2 separate regions of the Cyprinus carpio genome follow, and region 1 is linked to region 2. A link is a contact called in public Hi-C data. All regions are on one chromosome and are shown on one strand. The core of a region is the stretch at or near the end of the contact, and the rest is flanking DNA. Distances in the headings are between cores, read along the strand shown. Region 1 holds the start of LOC122134000 (polycomb complex protein BMI-1-A). Region 2 overlaps skida1 (SKI/DACH domain-containing protein 1).

The links. A called contact is a pair of places that touch in the nucleus more often than the background predicts.
Region 1: a Hi-C map of skeletal muscle shows a contact between it and region 2, with 4 times the contacts expected there. The contact joins the promoter of LOC122134000 here to the enhancer-like site in region 2. A contact is called at or near these places in 5 of 8 Hi-C or Micro-C datasets (liver and skeletal muscle).

The regions. Positions count from the first base shown.
Region 1 is chrB24:11,880,656-11,883,355 of ASM1834038v1, reverse strand. LOC122134000 (polycomb complex protein BMI-1-A) reads right to left here and starts at 1,413. Exons shown (of 14, transcript XM_042751631.1): 1 at 1,113-1,413; 2 at 358-469; 3 at 190-253; 4 at 66-100. The coding sequence starts at 1,248.
Region 2 is chrB24:11,797,641-11,800,340 of ASM1834038v1, reverse strand. skida1 (SKI/DACH domain-containing protein 1) reads left to right here. Exons shown (of 1, transcript XM_019066743.2): 1 at 1-2,608. The coding sequence ends at 306. Among protein-coding and RNA genes, the nearest start is that of skida1, 4.1 kb to the left of the region's middle. Within about 2 kb of position 1,275, at least 1 of the 8 cell types and tissues checked has an H3K27ac peak or open chromatin away from gene starts, as enhancers often do. A contact at or near this core is called in skeletal muscle, where this site is marked.

The sequences.
Region 1 (2,700 bases), core at 164-2,663, 83 kb before region 2:
GCAGAACAGGAAAAAGTCACTACTTAATTGGATGTAGTAAACAATGTATAAATAAATTTCCTCACCTTGACAACAAAGATTCCAAATTTTTCTTGTGTTTCTAAAAGAAAAGAAACATTTAATATGCTGCAGTACAACTGTACTTTAATTCAGAGGATGCGGATCATCATGGGCATACAAAAACATTACCTGGAATGAATTATAAAATGTATCCACTCTTTCATTCTGGAATCTGACGTCTTCAAGACATGAGCTAAAAGAGCACACGATATATTTAGAATGTAAAAGTTTATTTATTTATTTTTAATGCTAAACAGTTTTGTATAATCTTCAGAAAACCATTTCGGATCATGTTACCTGATAGTTGATTTATCTGCATTTTGCTTGACGCCTTCCAGAATAAAGGTCGTTGCCGCGGTATGACAGTGTTTCAAGGTAGTCTGGTCGATGTGCCTCAATTCTGGGTGACCTGCGAGAGATGAAAAATTGCTCTCAAGATAAGTTTATGTATGTGCGTGAGAGAGAACAAGGGAGAGCTTACGAGAAACGTACGTGAGTTGTTTTGAGCTGAGCCAACTAAACTAACAATGATTTGGCAATACAAATGATTTGCCATGCCAATTAAACGCGTTGAATACAAACTAAGAGAAAACGTAGATAAGCGGGGGGGGAAAACAGAGACGAAAAACATGCTTAGCGGATAACTAGCGCAGAGGAGGTATTAACTGCTATTTTACTTCGATGAAAGACATGCAGGCTACGTTTGCCTGTGTTTGACCATAACCAAGTAAATGTTCATGAGTCCTTATTAATTTCAGTTCTTAAAGAAGAAGAATTCATCGTTCACACCGTATGTGTTGTGTTATTAGCTTAGCTAATACGGCTAAGCGGAGGATTCATTACACTATACTGTGTTAGCACAGTATGCAAGCCACAAGCAAGGCTAGCGTTGGTCTGTCGGCCCTTGCATAGCTTTAGGGCTAGGTGATATATAATATGTGAAGCCTTAGAAAATAACATCAGCAACAGACACGGCGCAGCGCGACTTCCTTCTTGTCTGGAAAGCACCGGAAGTAATGCAGCACAAAGAAAAAAAAGCTCAACCATCTTACCTAGAACGCTTTCGCCTCGAGAGGAGTCTAGACTGTCGAACGCGACCTCCGTGAATGTCGTAAATGATTTCAGGTCGAACACATTTGGATCGGCCAGGGTTTGAAGCCCTTTCAGCACTGATTCCGACAACTCCATTTTGAGCAGACTCTAGCCTTGGTCACATGAGCGCGTCAGCTGATCTCAGGACTTGATTTGTCGGAGAATGAGACACAGTACTGATACACAACGCAAAGGCCTATGTACTTGCTGTATAACCAGGATAAAAGCACTCACATATTTATGGTTGTTAACGACCCAAGAGTGTTCTTTCCGCATTTTCAGTCCCGCCTGCTGGTAGACGTTTGTCTGGCGTAACACATCCAGCGCATCCGTATTTCTACCGCTGCATGTCTTTATTTTTCAAAATATATTAGATTGATTCTTGAGGAGGCAGAATTCTTAAAGGCTTCAGCGCAGCTTCATTATACTGCTTTTTATTCAACAAAGCAGGCACCTCATTATTTCGGCATACGATATTCTGTAGCTGTTTGTCCGCAGGCTCAGTTCTGACGAGCGAAGGCAGCTCAGTTCCTCTGCCAGTCACCTTTGGAAGATAAACCTTAGCTATAAGTTACTCCTCTTAAACAGCTCTTTAATTACAAAATAAGTAACATATTGTTTTACAAAACACAGAAACAAATCTACTTTCAACCATATAGTTTCCAAAAGCTAAGCAAAGAGGAAAGATCTAAAATTTTGCAAAGCACAACCTCCTTAAACTTTTTTTAAATTACATGGTTCTACAGCTATTTCGCTCTTAACCCTTTACACCCTTTAAAATGTTTTCACTGTATTTATTTATTTATTGATATAAAAAAGTTATTAATGTCACAGATTAGTGGTTTCTGCGTTCTTTAAAACACAACTCTAAAATCTCAAATTTCTTATGACATCGATTGTAAATTCTATTTTGGCTCTAAGTGGAACCTCTATTTTTGTGTATCGGTTACAAATCAGCTTAACAGAGTTGTCATTTTTACTAGCGTCGATCAGCACTGAAGAAACAAAACTTTCATTCATAAATGTTATAAATTAGTATTCCTACTAATATAGGTGGATATAGAATACAGAATATAGGTGTTTAGATATAGAATAGACAAGTGCAAAATATTTTACTATATATAAATACAATTATTTTGTCTCTTTATGTTCAAGATTTCTGAAGCAATGTTCCAATTTTATTTAAAAAAAGATTAGACAAATGTCTACAGAAAGTAGAATCTGTGACAAATACAGATGTCAGACAATTTAAACGGAGTATTGATAATGTGACATACATAGAGATTTTAATAAAATTAAAGTTAAAATTTGCCCTCCTTTTGTTGGTTTTCAAAAAGTTTGAATCAGTGGTGTTCATCAAATAAGTAGCCTACTTGTTTAATTATTAGGATACATTTAATCTTTAAAAAATACTGTATGAATGATGATGTCTTTAAATGTATTCGCATGTTTGTTCTGTTACATTTATTTATTTGTTTGTTTTATTTTTATTTATTTCGTTAATTCATTAATTGGTTCAGGCTACATGAAATATTCATATATAATTTA
Region 2 (2,700 bases), core at 26-2,525:
TTTGCAGGAAAATTCGCTAGCAGTGAGGGATCGAATGAAGACTGTGCGGGTGCGAGCAAACGCAAACGAGCGAGCGCCAGTGTAGCATCTCTGAAAAAGCCCTTCAGATTCATGGCGAATTTCCCCTCTCCGCCGTCTCTTGTTATTGGCAGCGATGGAGATTTGAGTCCCGCTTACTCTTTGAACTCTTTAAGAAGTAACCAACTGCCTCATCGTTCTCACCCAGTGTGGAGATGGCAGCTCGGTCATTCAGTTGTTCCTCCCCCTCCAAGCCACAAATTCAGGAAAGCCTCTGTTATCCCGTGAACTGTTGTTTTGAGCTCGGGGGGAAATGTCTTAAAACTGTGACAAGCACTGATTCCCGTTAGTTGTTTCGTTTTCATTGTTGTGTTGTTTTCAATGCATACGTTTCTGGCCTGTTGTTATGTAGCACACACCGTCCTCATATAGCACAGGCTGGTCTTGGATTCGGGAATATACGGAGATATTTATAATAAGCTGGTCTAGTTAAAAAAAAAAATACACACACACACACACACACACACACACAACCTTGTTTTCAAAATGACATTATTGACATCGTGGAGCTGTTTTTGACCTGATGGACTAGACTCTCACGGAGCAAATGTTGGCTCGTTCTTCAGGCAGGGACAGGGTTAACCATCTCTCAAAAGGATGGCGTTATAGTGATTGTCAGGTCTGTGTACACTAAAATGATGATTTTGTTTTTAAAACAACTGACTTTGTCGGTTTATTTTGGGCCAATGTTTTGTATTTTCCCTTGATGATTCATCCACATACTGTGTTTTGGAATTACTGTAGGCCGTTGATCCATACCTTTTTCTTATTTATTCATTTTATGGGTGCTCCCCAGTTGTTGGCGCTTGGCTGTGTTCACTCACACGCAGCGCACCATAACATAACGGTAGGCCAAACACAATGGCCCTCTAACTGACAATCAAGAGCTGTTTGATTTGCACGATGTAATAGAGGGAAAAACACCAAATCAAACTCCTTCTTTAGCACATTCATAGCTTAAGGTATAGAACAGCTAAAGCACAAATTTACCATGCATTGCACTTTGCTAATGCCCATTAAGGTGAATTCGTGACGTGTGTTTTTATTTTTCGATTTTCTTACGCAAAAGAGCCATCGCAAGTTAACCCAAAAAAACCTTTTTTAAGTCAGTAATTATTCATGTGGTGCTATTTCCAATATGTTCGTTTGCTTTTAGAGGAGGTTTTGCTAGTCGTTCTTATTGTAAATGTTGCCGATTTCAATGGAGCGACCTACAGAGAGACAGACAACTGCAAACGACAGTGTTTGTACATACGTGACAAAAAAAAAAAAGACCTCGGTGCTTAATGGAATATACACACATTCTGGTCAGGGTATACTTAGTAAATGTTTATTTCTCTTTGACTCAATAGCCTTGTCCTTTTCGTATGGTGTTTTGATTGTATTTTCTTTTGCTAGGCCTATTTTCCAAGGATATGGATTACCTTGGCACTCGAAAACGTATAACATTAAAAAACATGCAAGTGTTAACTTGGTGTTCCACTAGAGTACCCTGCCCCATATAAATGCCTTGTGATGAATGTACTGTGACTTACCATATTTGTTTACGTCAGCAAAAGCAGACTGCCTGCAAAACGGGCCTTTAAAAGCAAATTGTATCTGTGACTGGATCAGCCAATGAGCTAAATTAATACTTTTTTGATTATATTGCCAAGGGACGAAAATATCCAACTGCATTCTAATTTCCTAAACAAAACATAAATACAAAGCCTGTGAGTTATCACTAAATGAGCATAGACTATGCAGCTTTGGCTAAAGTGAGGCTACCGGGTTCACGTCATTCTGAGAAAACACGTAATAGACTTTAAAGGGTATTTAACGTATTAAGGCATGGGTCCATTACGTGTACTGTTTTGATTAACGTGTACAAGTGGGGATTGACACTATGTAGCCTATTAAGTGAAACTGCATCGCTTTGTGAATGTTCCAGTATGCGATATAGTGTGACACTCTGACAGGTGAATGATTAAAATATAGTAGTTCTATATTTTTGTAACTCGACTATTTAATGTCTGCTCTCTCGAGAGTATAAAAGGAACTTTTTGTTCCGTTCTGTGTCAAAGTGCACTGCGGACGGACAGAATAGCTATGTCGTCCCAACTTCAGAGGAATGAATTCAAAACTAGCCAAATTAAACAGAATGTAGCGCACACATCACAACCCCATAAAGTTAAAGAAATGCCTGATCTCCACAATGAACATAAATGGAAAAATGGGCGGTGACTCACTGTAAACATGGTAGGTTAGGAATTATCTGGTCAAGGTGGACTTTGTTTTTTTTTTTATCTTTCTGATTTTGCTACAATACTTGAGATCAGATTTTGACATGAGTTTTTTCTTAAATTGAAGTCACTGGTTGTTTATAAAAATGCATATTTATTTTTGTGATTTTCCTGGTTTTTGTATACCATTGTTGTGTAGGATAAATGCACTCGAAATGAAAACTTGAAAACGTGAGGTGGATTTTGAAGCACTTTCTTTTTCTTTTTATGGTGAAACTGTTCATTAAATACATCTGAGTGTGATGTGAGATGATCGTCCATTTTTAACTCATTAATATTCATTGTTATTATAAGTTAACCGTTGTTTGGCACTGTCTTGAGGTAACATGCGGTTCCAGCA